Regions from separate parts of the Mus musculus genome. Here region 1 is linked to region 2. Evidence: chromatin contacts called from public promoter capture Hi-C data. All regions are on one chromosome and are shown on one strand. The core of a region is the stretch at or near the end of the contact, and the rest is flanking DNA. Distances in the headings are between cores, read along the strand shown.

Evidence for each region. Capture Hi-C pulls out chosen DNA fragments and counts their contacts.
Region 1: a promoter capture Hi-C map of adipose tissue shows a contact between it and region 2. The contact joins the promoter of Rec8 here to the promoter of Nfatc4 in region 2. A contact is called at or near these places in 4 of 39 promoter capture datasets (cranial neural crest, embryonic stem cells, liver and 1 more), 3 of 115 datasets of contacts at active chromatin or transcription factors (embryonic stem cells and pancreatic cancer cells) and 3 of 9 other capture datasets (adipose tissue, liver and pancreatic islet).

The regions. Positions count from the first base shown.
Region 1 is chr14:55,613,730-55,621,292 of GRCm38.p6, reverse strand. It overlaps Rec8 (REC8 meiotic recombination protein), which reads right to left and starts at 3,127. Exons shown (of 20, transcript NM_020002.3): 1 at 2,940-3,127; 2 at 2,635-2,747; 3 at 2,483-2,551; 4 at 2,253-2,395; 5 at 2,097-2,172; 6 at 1,593-1,713; 7 at 1-58. The coding sequence starts at 2,690.
Region 2 is chr14:55,821,988-55,829,408 of GRCm38.p6, reverse strand. Nfatc4 (nuclear factor of activated T cells, cytoplasmic, calcineurin dependent 4) reads right to left here and starts at 4,614. Exons shown (of 10, transcript NM_023699.3): 1 at 4,273-4,614; 2 at 2,156-3,251; 3 at 644-806; 4 at 1-44. The coding sequence starts at 4,372. Gm41159 (a long non-coding RNA gene) reads left to right here and starts at 5,820. Exons shown (of 3, transcript XR_874646.3): 1 at 5,820-6,211; 2 at 6,485-6,555.

The DNA of each region.
Region 1 (7,563 bases), core at 1,878-4,377, 210 kb after region 2:
CAGGAAGGGTCTCCTTACGAGTTTTTTCCGGGGTTGCAGCCTCTAAAAGGTGTCGAATCTTTGGGAAGAAATTGGGAAGAAAAGATAGGTCTCATCTTTAGTCCTCTGTATCCTCTCTTCACACACTAGGTGCACACTGGACACCTATCTGGCAGTATCTCTATTTTTTATCTTGGAATTTTAGCTTTCTTCTTCTATTTATTTGTTTTTGAGACAGGTCTTATTGTGTAGCCCAGGTTGGCCTAAAAATTGTTTTAAAATACTTTATGTATGTTTGTATGCACCCTTGGAGGTCAGAAGAGGGCAATAGATGTTGGATCCCCAGAGCTGGAGTTATAGGTGGCTGAAGGCTGGTGGTGAAGTCCTGTCCTATGCAAGAGCAGGACACACAACCACTGAGCCATAGTTCCAGTCCTTTCCTGCTTGACAGCTCTCCTCCCTGAGACTTTTTAAAAAAGATTTATCTATTGATTTTATATATACACGAGTGTTCTATCTGCATGTAAGTCACCATGTGATTGCTGGGAATTGAACTCAGGACCTCTGGAAGAGCCACCAGTATTCTTAACCACTGAGCCATCTCTCCAGCCCTCCTTGAGACTCTTGAATTCTTATTTTAGCTTACATTACCACATCCAGTGTGAGTGTGTATGTGTGTAGTATGTCTGTATGTGTGAGTGTGTTTGGGGAATCAAATCTAGGGCCTTGTACATGGTAAGCAAATACTCTACCAGTAGACTACCCCTCCAGCCCTAACAGATGTTTGTGCCATTTGACAACAGTATGTCAGAGGCCACCACCACCTAGTGTCCCTCCTGTCCCGGCCCTAAGCTCACCCCCCAAATTAGCCTGGTCAATTTGTGTTGTCATGGGTAGCTGGTGGTGGAGACAAATTTGTGTACAATTCTAATAGATCTATGAAAAAGCAGCCTTAGCAAAGCATTCAGATTCCAGGCATCATTTACTTTTGGCTTCAAGTGGGATGATTTCATGGAAAGGGTGGCATCTGAGCTAAGTCTGGAAGGACAAGTAGAACCTGACTAGCAGAGAATGACTGGCCACTCTTACACTGTTGGGATGCTCACTGTCACAAGTAATTGTGGCACCTATGGGACATGTGCAATGGGCTGGGGTTTGGGAACTAAGGTGTCTAGAGAAGAGGACAGAGTAGGGATGAGAACCCCTAAATCCAGGTACCGAGGGATCCCTGGATGCTGTTACTGTCTGCATTCAGGACCCGCTGCTTAGATGGGAAATGGTGGCTGGAGTAATGTAATCTAAGTTGTGGGAGATGGAAGAAGACAGGGAAGAAAAGCCAACATAACCAGGTGAAGCCTGAGAGTAGGGTCTCGGTGGTGGGAACGGTGGGAGGTGGCAGGGAGAACACCTCTGGCGAGGACACCATCCTATCAGGTTGGCCCTTTCGTAAGCAGGATCTGGGGCTCTGCTTGCTTGCACCCAGCAACCCCCTTGTTCCATGGCAATGTCCCATTCCTAAATCTCAGCTCCAGAGTGACAGGAACACCAACTAACTCCTCCTCCTACGCTGTTATCTCGTGATTTCTGAGGGGTCCTAAGGGAGTGAACCCTACCTGAGGAATATCAAAAGGACTGGGAAGTCTAGGATCCACAGACATCTTCCCAAAAAAGGGTTCTGGGGCATCTTCCAGCGTCTCCATCATGGCCAGGCAGTTGGGAAGAAGCAAGCTAGGTCTGGGCGAGAACAGGGATGTAAAGGAGAGAGACTGAGGGTGAGTGGGATGGCTCGGCTGGTAAAGGTGATGCCACCAAACCCCACAGTCCCTAATTTCATCCCTGAATTTGAACTAGCATAAGGAAGAGAGCCCACTTTATTGGCTGTTCTCTGACCTCCACATGCATACAGTGCCCTCTCTCCCTACCCCCTTCCCGATCCTCTACCCCTACTCTCTCTCTCTCTCTCTCTCTCTCCTCTCTCTCTCTCTCTCTCTCTCTCTCTCTCTCTCTCTCTCTCTCTCACACACACACACACACACACACACACACACACACACACACACACACAATGCACGAGGCCAAGCAGCTTGGTATGGATGGTTTCAGTCCCAGGGCCTCACAGGTCAGCCTCCTCCATATCAATGCGAATCCGCAGCTGGGCACGATGTAGGTGCTCCAGGATATGCTGGATGTCTTCTGTGGGTGAAAACGGTAAAATAAACAACCTAGTCATGGCTCCTTCAGCTCTAGCCCACCTCTGGAGTCTCTAGCCTTACCCACAAGGTACTGGCACTGTTGAAAGTAGACCCTTATCACACCAATCTGAAGCTGGGCGGAGAGATAGAGGGAGAAGCGGGGGCGGGGCAGCCCGGCCACCGGAGGTTGCACTCTTACCAGCACATAATTGAGGATTTCCTCGCTGGGAGAACAAGAAGCCCTGATCAATGCAACACCCAAAAACCAGAAGCCCCACACCAGCGATTCCTCCCTCTTTTCTGGATCTTACCAGGTCTTTACCACATTCACATTTAGGTATTCACGCTTCACCAAACGGCTGCCTCGGGTTGCTGCCAGCCTGGAGGGGTGGGGGCAGGAACGGCTTGTCAAGGGGAGATCCCACTACCTGGCTCCTGGCATAGCCATCAGCCCTGTGCTCACCAGATGGTGGCGAAGCAGCCTGTGTGGCGCTGAAGCACGTTAGGATAGTAGAACATCTTTGCTCCTGGGTTCACCTTCCCTGCACCAATCCCGTTTGGATCTCAATCCGAATTCTTGAGAATACGAGATTTCCAGCACCATTGAAGAGTAGGAATTTGGACGGGGGTGTGGTAGATATGGATGCAAAAAGCCCAATTAGTAAAACGACTGACTATACAACTGAATTAGGAGGTAACCAAAGACACAGGAGCTAAGCATCCCTCCTTTGGCCATTCCTAAAAAGGTCTGCACAACGCGCACCATACCATCAGGATTCTGTCCAGGCAGAGATGCGGAGCTCCAAGAAAAACCCGGGCAGAGACACAGAACAGATCTTCAAAGAAGACTGAGTCCTCTTCTGGTCAAGAGGCCTTCTTCGACTCTGCTGCCCGCCACCACCACCACCACCACCACCACCACCGCCGCCGCCGCCGTAGTCGTCGTCGTTGAGCTTCTGGACCTTGCTCTAGGTCCTGTCGCCCTCCAGCGGGATCAGGTGCACACTCTCCAAGGCTTTGTACCACCGACAGCCAATGAGAAGCCGCGCCAGAAGAAACTCAAAGACTCCTGGAGCCAGGCAGCAGAACTCAGTTCCAGGCCATAGGCTCTTGGAGAATAGTCGCCAGCCAATCACGAGAATTCTGAGCGCTACCAAGGCATTGTGAGGTGTTCTGGCCAATGGCCTCTCGTTCTCGGGTAGTAACAAGGACTTCGCCAAGGTGCAAAGCTGACCAATAAACGGAGAGAAAATCCAGTCTCTCTCCCTGGCGACAGCTGACAAAGTATCTTTTAGGAGCCGGGGTCATGTGAAGGGCAGATGCCTTGGTGCTGTTTATGATACAGAGATGTAAGAGAAGGTACCTTGCCTGAGCATAGGACCTGTCCTTACTCCTAAATTTCACCAACCCGATTTTGTGCCCAGTAAGGGTCTGTGCTGTGCTAAGTGCAAGAAACTGTGTGAGGTGGCCTTTTATTCAACAAGAAAGAAAACAGCCAAGGGAGCTGTAACTACAAACTCCTATAATCTCAGCTGCTACTTGGAAGGGAGGCAGGTTCAAAGCCAGCCTAGACAATTTGAACACTAGCTCTAAGCAAAAAACAAAACAGGCCAAGAGTGGTGTGCACACCTCTTGAAGGGACTGAGGTAGCAGAATAAACTCTACTATAAGCTGCTGTACTTGGAAAAAGCTACTGCCTGCTGTCCTTGAAGCGATATGCCCCCCAGCATTGAGAGGCCAACATTCCTTTACCCTTTCATGTAATGCCAGGGCTAAGAAACCCCTGCTTGCAGGTTTTTTTCCTTTATAAACCCCTTCACCTAGAGCTGGGGTCACTCTCCTTCCTGTTCCATCAGGAAGGTTTGTAGCCCAAGCTCGAGCTTGAATAAAGACTCTCACAAGTATTTGCATCAGAATTGGGGGCCCTGGTGGTCTCTTGGGGAAGCAGGGGTCTCATGAGCTGGGCATAATACTTTTATCTCAGCAACAGGAGGATCTCTTAAGAGTTTGAGACTGGCCTGGTCTACAGACCAGTTAGGGAGAGATAATGAAATCCTGTCTCAAAAAAAAAAAAAAAAAAAAAGTAAAAAGTAAAAAGTAAAAACTGGGCTGGAGATGTGGAAATGTAGCTCAGTCGTAGAAAGCCTGACTGGCATATATGTGTATATACATATATACACATATGCATATTCACATATATACATATGTACACACATACACACACAAGGCCCTGAGCTCAGCTCAGTACTGCAAGAAAGGGAAACGACAACAACAAAAACCAGCCTTTGATCCAAGCACTCTGAAGCCAGAGTCCCACGAATCCTGTGAGTCTGAGGCCATGATGGTCTACACAGTGAGTTTCAGGCTAGCCAGAACTGTATAGTGAGACCCTGTTTCAAAACCAAGCAAACAAAGCCAAGAACAAAACAAAAAAATAAAGGTGTGTGCAGCCCTGTAACCTCAGTACTTGGGAGGAAGGACAGGAGTTGAAGGACAGCCTTCTTCTCTTCAGAGTTGCACAGCAGCCTGGGCTATCCTGAGGACTAGCTCAAAAACCTAAGAATTCAAAGAAAGCACATATTCTTTTTCTCTTAATCTTTCCTTTCTTTCATTCTTTTTTTTTTTTTTTTTTTGCTTGTTTTTTTTTATTTGTTTTTGTTTTTTTGAGACAGGGTTTCTCTGTGTAGCCCTGGATGTCCTGAAACTTGCTCTGTAGACCAGGTTGGCCCCAAATTTAGCGATTTACTTGCCTCTGCCTCTTGAGTTCCGGGACTAAAAGCATGCACCACCATGCCTCACTTAGGCTCTGATGTTAAGACTTAGTTCTGGCCAGGCATTGGTGGTGCATGCCTTTAATCCTAGCACTTGGGAGGCAGAGGCAAGTGTATTTCTGAGTTCAAGGCTCTGGTCTACAGCGTGAGTTCCAGGACAGCCAGGGCTACACAGAGAAACCCTGTCTCAAAAAAAACCAAAAACAAAACAAAAGACTTAGTTCTGTGGCAACTGATCTGACCTTTGACCCTTCAGTCTGGAGCTCAGAGTAGAGGAGGGTGGAATTTTTCCAGAACGTCTGGCTTCTAGCTAAGTTAAGTACAGTATTTGTCACATTTAGTTGCCTTATATTTACAGCATACATGGCTATGGCCAAAAGTGATTGAGAGGCTGAGTATAGTGACTCATACATATAACCCCAGCACTGAGAGGGAGACTGAGGCAGGAAAACTGCCAGAGTTCAGGGCCAGCCTGGGCTGGATAGCGATTTCAGCTTGGGCTAGTTGAGCCCTTGTCTCAAAAAAAAATAAAACAAACAAACACAGCAAGCAGGGTGTGGTGACATGCTCTTTAATCCCAGCAGTTAGGGAGGCAAATAGATCTCTGTGAGTTCAAGGCCAGCCTTGTCTACCTAGTTAGTTCCAGGACAGCCAGAGCTATATAGTGAGACTCTGTCTCAAGGAAACAAAACCAAAACACAGGCAGAGAGGCGGCTCAGTTGTCAGGAGCAGATTTGCCGAGGATCCAGATTTGCTTTCTCCGAGGCTTCTCACCACCATCTGTAACTCTAGCTGCTGGGAATCTGATGCTCTTTTCTGACTTCCTCAGGATCTTGCATGAATGTGGAACACAAAATATACACAGGTGTGCATGCACGCACACACACACACACACACACGAATTCACACACACACATGCATGCATACACATACACTTAAACATAACACCACAGGGTTTGAGGAACCTGGCCTAAAGCCTAGCTTTTTTTTTCCTTTTTCTTTTTTTCTCCTTCCTTCCTTCCTTCCTTCCTTCCTTCCTTCCTTCCTTCCTTCCTTCCTTCCCTCCTTCTTTCCTTCCTTCTTTCCTTCCTTCTTTCCTTCCCTTCCTTCCTTCCTTCCTTCCTTCCTTCCTTCCTTCTTTCTTTCTTTCTTTCTTTCTTTCTTTCTTTCTTTCTTTCTTTCTTTCTTTCTTTCTTTCTTTGTTTTTTAAAAATTTTTGAGACAGTTTCTCTGTGTAGCCCTGGCTGTCTTTGAACTTGCTCTGTAGACCAGGCCGGCCTCGAACTCACAGAGATCTGCCTGCTTCTGTCAAGCACTGAGATCAAATATATGGGCCACCACCTGACTCCCGAGCCCCATCCTGATAGCTGGGGCAAAGCAGAACTCATACTATCTCTTGTGGACCACACAGCTCCTGAAAGCCTGACTCGGACTTTTGCTGTGTTGAATTCTAATGTTCCCAGGCCCTATCTTACTGGGCTTGGCTACACTGGTTTCTACACATGGCAAGTTACTTTCAGCCACTGAACTTTTGGTGGCTACATCCATTCAGTTCAACAAGCTCTTACAATGTGCCTCTAAGCCGGTGGGGATATACAAAGAACACCCTGTTCCCTCTTCTCAGGGCGTGGGGAGAAGAGATAAGAAAATACAAGTGTGTGAAATGACAACACTGTATAGTTGTAACTTTAGTGTGTGTGGAGAGGTGGCTCAACGGTTAAGAGCACTGCCTGCTCTTCTGAGTTCAATGCCCAGCAACCACATGGTGGCTCACAACCATCTGTAATGGGACCCGATGCCCTCTTCTGGTGTGTCTGACAGTGTACTCATATATATATATATATATATATATATATATATATATATATATATATATATATATATAATAAGTAAGTCTTTAAAAAATAAAACCACCACCAACAAAAAACACATTCACTCTTCCAGAGACTCCAGGTTTGATTCTCAGTCCCCACATCAAGCAGGTCATAGCCATCAGCCATCTGGAACTCCAGCTCAAGGGGACCCTAACGCCTTTGCTCATATCAGCACACAGACACACACAGACACACACATGCATACACATACACCCACATACACACACACACACATACACACACATGCACCCACATACACCCACATACACACACACGCACACACATACACCCACATACACACAAATTAAAAATAATAGAAATTAAAAAGAAAAAATAAGGTTCAATGGGGAACAGGAGAAGGATCATGAGAAGATGTGGGTGACAATGTGGGATATTCAGGGGAACTCTAAAGAGGTGGGATTTTGTAAAGAAAAGACAGATCATGTGACTGCATACAGGAAGATTATATTATCATTATTATTTGGATTTTTGAGACAAAAATCCCTGGCTAGCCTGGAATTAACTTTGCAGATCAGGCTGGCCTTGAACTCACAGAGATTCACCTGCCTCTGTCTCCAGTGTTGGGATTAAAGGCATGTGCCTCCAGTCAACAAAGAACAGTATTATAGGCAAAAGCACAAACAAATGAGATTCTGAGGTAGCAACGTTTAGTGGGGTCCAGGAGCCTAGAGCCAAGCAGTATGAACAAGAAAGGCGAAGGTGGGGTTGGGAAGGAGGATGGGGGCT
Region 2 (7,421 bases), core at 3,365-5,864:
ATGAACATCTGCAGAGTCAATGGCTTCTCACTGTAGCCTAGGAGCTGACAAAGGGAGACAGAGGCCACCTATTTGAAAGCCCCAGTGTCTTCTAACCTTTATCCATCCTTGGATTTTCATTCCAAGGACAGGAATGGTGAGAGATAAAGAATATCCTATAAGGGATTCCCTGTGGGAAACTGGGGCATCAGTTGTAGAGAAAATGTGGCCTGGAGTTCACAGTGTTATTCTTGGACAGCCCAAACTGGGCTGGGCAAAGGAGGAAGAGCTTCCAAGAAAGATTAGCCCAACTCAATATAGAGAAAACCTAACTCCCAGTGACCTTTGGCCTCAGCTGAAACCCTCCCCCACATCTGGCAAGTCACCATTTTCCAAAGTAGACTTGAGGCTGATGTCCCATGGGATAAGGGGGGGGGGGGGAGGAAGGGGGAAGGAGAGCAGAAAAGAAGAGTAGAAAGTATATCCGGGTCCTTGCTGTGTACCCTTCCTCCCCCAGTTCCAGTCCCTCCCCTAGGCTGTCTGCAGGGTCACAGCTGAGAGTGTGGGAAAGGGCAGTGCCATGATTCTGTGTACAGAGGAAGCCATTTGCAAGAACCTGGGACTGGAGAAGAGAAGGCACGTGGGGCCTGCCTTCTGCCCTTACCTTGACCACAGGGTGGCCTCCAGGAGCAGCCTTGACAGCCCCCCGGCTGCCCTCAGTCTCATAGTGAGCTCGGTGGTGTGCTCTAGGCTGTACCTCGATCCTCAGCTCCAGCTGCTCATACTGGCTGGGTAAAGGCCAGTCCAGGGGAGGTAGGGCAGAGGTCCTGGATAGAAGAGAACAGGGTTGCCTGGAACCTCAGACCCACTAGGATCGCAATGGGTTTGGGAGGGAGAAGGAAGCACAGATACGGGAGAGATAAGGAGCCACAACAGAAGTAAATTCTAAAAGTCTAGAAACAGGGGAATTGATAAGGAACTGAGTCCTTTGAAGAGGAGGGTGTGGAAGATGACAACAGCCTGAGAAACTGCCTTCTCCCAAGGTCTGGACACAGGATGTGGAGGCTTTAGCAAGAAACAGAAGAACCCACAGGCCATGCTGGTCCTCCCACCTGGGAGCTCAGGCACAGCGCAGAAATGCCACTTTAGACCAGAAAAAGCATCGAAGAGACTAAGGACAGAGCCTATGAAAAACCTAGTGTTGGCTACTCTGCTACCAGGCCAACTCCTTCCCACTAGTTGGGGTTAAGTAGGTAGGATTGCAAGGGCTAAGGGCTGCTTTTCTGGACTCTCAACTGGTAACTGCCTCTGTGTGTGTGTGTGTGTGTGTGTGTGTGTGTGTGTGTGTGTGTGTGTGTGTGTGTACATGTGCGTACACACAGCTGATATTTGACAATAACTAATGCAGAGCAAGGCTACTAGTGGCTAGTAAGTAAAGACCCAGGAGGATGCTGAACCATTAGACAGTACAGCCCTGCACTACAAATTTCCCAACTCAACAGCAGATTTTGAGGTTGAGAAACTGACCTATTGGAACCCCAGAGGACTCAGCTTCCCTCTAGAAGCTTGTAAGGAAGGAGCCACCTCAGTGTGACATCCTGAGGTCTGAGACTATTGAAATGGGCAGGATTCTTTGAGAGTAAAAAGGATAGAAATGCCAAGTTTCAATATAAATTCTTTGACTTGCAAATGTATGTAACTTTATTTCAATTTGAAGTGATGCTCTTAAGCGCTGGACCTAGAAATTAGCAGTTAGAGGAGGGTTTCTTGTACTGGAGCATCGGCTTGTTCTATCTGTTCTGTCTAAATAGCCAGTGGCTAACTAAGATCAGCCTGCCTGTGCGAGGCCAGGGCTGGAGGTGTAAGAAACTCTGAAGTGACTCCATTTTGCCTGTTTCTCTTAGAATACGGAAGGGTGGGGGTGAAGAGGCTTTTTCTAATAGGTTCACAGGAATCAGCCATCTACAGCTCAGCCCACTGTCAAGACAGCTGGCTTTTTTTTTTTTTTTAACTAAAGTGACTTAAAACCAATTTTTGGTTTTAACTGTGGCCATGTTATTGTAGAAGCTCTTATGAGAGATGGAGCACACCAGGAATTATATGACTTGTCTTTAAACTCAGCCTTTGACCCCTAGAATGGGTTGAAGAGCTCAAGCGTACAAGATCTGGCCCTCACCTGAAGATGGGGCTGTGTCCCCCAATCCGGGCCTTGGACCAAGCAAGGGGAGAAGGCACTGCTAGGTAATCCATGCCGGCCACCTCTTTCCGCAGAGCCCCCGGAGCAGCCACAGAGTCCTCTGTACCGGAGGGTAGCTTCCCATTGCACGAGGGAGGCTCTTCAGACCGAGGCAGGGCCACTGCTTGCTCGCTAGAAGTCCTCCGAGTTTTCTGAGGGATGCTCTCGGTTGGTGGAGCACCCACATAGTCAAAAGGGCCAGGGGAACTAGGGTCCCGGACCAGAGGCAACGGGGGTGGTGGAGGTGGCTCTGGACCTTCTTCCCCAAGGCTGCCTCGGCGGGACAAAGCTGGGGAGGCCGAAGATGGGGTTCCGGAACTGGAATAGCGCCGCTTGCCGCAGGGAGAAGCAGGCCGAGGGGAGGCTGGGACGGGCCCAGGAGCGCTGAGGAGTAGCCAGCTATCCTCTGGCGCTCGGCCTCCCGAGCTTGGACCGTATAGGCTCCAGGGATCCTCCGGGGTCCATGGCCTAGGAGAAGCCCGGGGCGAGGGCAGCGGAGAGCTCAAGCCAAAACGGGAGGCTGCTTCATTAAGTTCAGACTCCACCTCGTCGCACGCTGCATACAGGGCTGCCTCGTCGGAGGCGTCCGAGAAGAAGCTCCACGAAGACAGGCTGCTGCTGCCAGGGCTCGGGCTGAAGAAAGCGCCTCCGCCCTGACCTCCAGCCTCTCGATAGCCCCCAAAGCCTTCTGGTGGAGGGTAATCTCTAGGAGAGCCGTCCCCCCAAGTTTCAGATGTGTCCTCTAGCGAGGTCGGCGGGTCAGGCGTGGGAGAGATGGAGGTAATCCGGATGCTGGGACACTCAAGAACACGACCACCCCCAGCACCCCCTGCATTACCTCCTGGGCCCCCCAGCCTCACCGACCTAGCTGGCTGGCTCTCCCAGGTGCCAGGTGAAGGGGCGGGACGGGGCGGTGGTGAGTGCATCCCTGGCCGAGGGGGTGGGGGTCGGGGAATCCCAATAGGGGCAGCACCATAAGGAAGGGGTTCCCCCAGGGCCAAACGACAGCATGGAGGGGTATCCTCTGAGTCCAGCTCTGTCAAAATGGAAGGGAAGTAGAGGGAGAGAGAGAGAGAGAAGCTGGTGAAATGTCTACGTTTCTCGGATGGTCAGCCCCTGAAGCCTGATATGCTTAGCTAGGAGAGGTTCCCCTAGTCTCCGGACAAAAGCAAAGTTGAACATCACAAGACAGAAAAGAGATACAGGCATGCCAGGACCTCATACTCTAACACTCTGGTCCTGGGCAGGTGGGCTGGGGTGGTTTGGGGAATTCTAGAGCCAGGCCTGGAGGTGTGCTTGCCCAGGCTCTGGGCTGGGCTGGGGGCGACTCACACATGAACCCAATTAGCGACGGTTCCCAAACCCCCAAATGGTGCTGGCAGAAACCCCAGTTACCATCGCAACTGTGGCCTGGGGGTGGGAGGGATGGGGGCATGTCTGTGGTGACGAGGGGAGGTGACTCCTCCCTCGCCCCCCCCAAAGGGGGCGGGGGTGCAGTCGAAGGGTGATGCGTGCGGGGCCCAGCCAACGGGGGGGGGGGGGAGAGGGGGTAGCGGGCAGCGCGGATTCCGTGCAAGCGGCGGCCGCCGCCCCCGACTCGTTCCCCGCCATCTGCCTCTCATTGCGGCCAGACAGGGGGAGGGGGAGGGGTGTCCCTGCGCTGCCCGAGGGAGCCCCCAGCCCCAGGCGTCGCGTCTGCAGAACCAGGCCTAGGTCCTAAAGCCTTTAACTCCAGGGCCAAACCTCCCCTTCCCAAGCCGGCACCTCCGGCTCTTGGGGGCCAAGGTTCCCTTCCGCACCCCATCCCAGAGACAGTCGGCCTAGCCGGCAGGCGGCGCATAGCCAACAACACCCCCACTCCCACCCCAGTTAGGACCTAAAAAGGAAAAAAAAATGATGCCGTGGCCCCCAGCCTCACTTCCACAGCCTTGGTAGTCCCTCAGCTCCCTTCATCCTCTGACCCACCTCACCCTCTCACACACCCCAGGCTCCCAAACTGGAGATTTCCTGGCCCTTCGGTCACTGGCCAAAAGACCCCTACCCAGCCCCGCACTAACCTTCCCCAGGACCCCCAGGGCCCAGCGGGGGGGGCTCCTTTTCCTCTCCGAACACCAGCTTAAATTCCAGCTCCTCATCCTCGCAGCTTGCGGCCCCCATGGATCCGGCCGGAGCCCCCAGGTCCCGCCTGGGTGGGAGGGGGAAGCTCTGGACGCTGCTGTAGCTTCACGCGAGGGTAGCTCCCTCCCTCCCTTTCTCTGAGACGCCCCCTCTTCTGTCGCTGCCGCCTCCCTCCGGACGCCCCCTCGTTATTATAGAAACTTTTCCAAACTTTTTTCTCCCAAACTTCTTCAAAGCGGCCCCCCCCCAGCCTGTCTCTGATTGGTTACCCGGGATGCACCGGCCCCTCCTCCATGGATGAGATGGGAAAACCACGCGCCCCTAGTTCCCCCCCCCCCCGCCCCCGGTCATCTCTCCAGTCCCACCCCCTCCAAAGAGGGAGAAAAAACTGAATTGGAAAATGGTCCCTTCAAACGTTATAGAACCCTAATGGTACCTATTGGCCCACAGTTGTGACAATCATTTCCCACCGAAAGCCCAAACCTCAGCCTATTTAGTCCCAGCGTAGGGGGTGGGGAGGTCCGGGTCCCCTCGCCTTAAAGAGGCCATATTTTTGTCACCCGTCCCCCATTGTAGCAGGCCCACGGTACATTCTGAAGAGCAGGATAGCCAAAATCTCCCAAGAAAGGGCACCTCACTGTCCTTTCCATCCAAATCTTGAGTTGAAGAGAGATCTGGGATTGAGAGAGGCTCTGAGCTGCTCTGTAGAGGAGGCCATTCCTCCACCCTCGCTGAGACCACTCTACCTGGACCTCCAAGGAGCCTTTGCAGTTCTTAGCCACCACCTCCACAAGCCACCCCCCACCATTCCCTTAAGATGAAGAACTTCTAGCTGTCCCAGAAGCCTCTCAGAACTTTCGAACCCCAGGAAGCCTTTGAAGGCCCATAGCCCGCTGGGCGTAGATCCAGGCCAGGCTTTGCTGATACCCTTGTCCCAGCCACCTAGATAGGCCATTAATTAGCCTTGGAGGAGATAGTCGGCTCCTTCGTCCCAAAAGCTGCAGATCTCTGGGCTCGCTGATCCCAAGACGTTCTGCTCCCGGCCATCCTAAATTCCTGGCCGGGTTTAGAAAAGGCCAGAAGCTAAAAACTTAGGCCCACCGGCTGGACACCTGTCACCTGGGCAGGGAAGGAAGACCCGGTCAGGAGTTTCTAGGAAGGGCGAGCATAAAGAGGTCCCATTTGGAAGAGAAAGAATAGAACGGGAGATTCTTGATTCGGACTGGAGGCGCTGCAAGACAGGGGAGCAGTCACCATTCTCCTTGCATGCTTACCACATGCTCCAAACTTCCCTAATAAACCTGGCAAATCTCCAGTCTCTAAATCTCTCAGGCTCCGACCCGCGTCCCCCAACAGCAAACCCCAGTCCAGCACCTAAAGGGTTAAGCGCCGGCCCTCTGGTCAGACGTTTACAAACACTCGGGAGCCGGGCGGGGACCGCGCCCATTACTCTAATGAGAAACAGGCTCTGCGGGGCAGAGGGAAGGGGGGCTGGCCTGGCGGGCCTCAGCTCCTTGGCGGCGGAGGCGGCGCCCCTCCCTCCCCTCAGTCCTCCCTCGAGCCAGTCCTGGGGACCCCCCCAGCCCCCGGGGACCCCAGTGACGTGCGGCGCTGCCCCGGCTGCAAGCCCAGGGCCGCGAGGCGGGAGGGGCAGGGAGGAGAAGCTTGGCGGGCGGGAGAGAAGAATGTTCCGAGGCCGAGCCGGGAGAGGGCCTGGTTTGATTCCCCCCTCCCCGCCCCCCTCTCTCCCCTTGGGTTCTTCTCAGGTTACATTCCCGTCTTGCTTCACCTCCGAACTGGAGGAACTCACGGTTAGGGGGCGCGAGGAACACCTCGAGAACATCTACCACCCTGCACCTAAGAGAAGGGTGGGCAGAGGTGGGAATCCAAGGAGAACAGACCCGGAAACTCGGCCGGGGCCCTGCTCCCTCATACCCCCCGCTCAGCGGCACAAGCAGACGCGCACATTCTTTTCAAATGTCATATTTCCTTTGATCCTGGGCAGTGTTTCTCCATATGTCTGGCTCAGCCTCTGCCCAGCAAACCACCTCCCCACCCACCCCGCTTTGTTTTCCTGGAGAACCCTCCCCCTTCCCTCGTCTGGAAGACCAGGGCTGGCTGACTTCGACTTTCTTTCCCTTCTCCTCCCAGTGACTCAATTTCCCCACCGTGGTGTTGCAAAAGAAAGGAGGCAGAAGAGAGAACAGTTTGGCGCGAGTGAGGTATTAATGTCAATGATTTCTCAGAAAGACAAACTATTTTGGAGTAGGGCATCTTCTATTGCAAACTCTCCAGTCTGCCGAAGCTTAGACAGAGGGACAGAACATATGACCTCTGATTTGTCCACATTGGCCTTGAGGTCGAGGACTGGTAGTTAAGTTTAGGTTGTCCTACACTACTGCCCCCTGGCGACCACAAAGCACAGTTGCCCTTCCTTCCTCTTGGCGGTTTCTCCTGCCACCTTGTGGGTTTTATACCTCCTCTGCCCCCTAGCGTACCCACCTGAACAGAGTTCACTTGTAATTAGACTTTGCTTTTTGCTTTGTTCTGTTCGTTCAGTTTGGTTGCTCTAAAGCAGCTGTTCTCAACCTGCGGATCCCCGAAACCATCAGAAATACCAGATACTTATATTATGATTCATAACAGTGGCAAACTTACAGTTAGGAAGTAGCAACGAAAATAATTTTATGACTGAGGGTCAGCATAACATGAAGAATTAAAGGATCGCAGCATTAGGAGGGCTGAGAACTACTGCTCTAGAGACGGTCTCAAGTAGTCCAGATTGTCTTGGAACTCCTCTTTATCCTTGTCTTTCCCCCTCCCACGTGCTGGAATTTTAAACTAATCATGCCTTTCCCTGTTTGTGTTCTGTATTCTAAAAGGTATTATTCTATAGATTTGAAAGTGGACCTTACATTGCATACACTAGAAAGATTTTGCTGATAGGACCCTGATATAGCTGTCTCTAGTGAGACTACGCCGGGGCCTAGGAAACACATAAGTGGATGCTCACAGTCAGCTATTGGATGGGTCACACGGCCCCCAATAGAGGAGCTAGAAAAAATACCCAAGGAGCTAAAGGGATCTG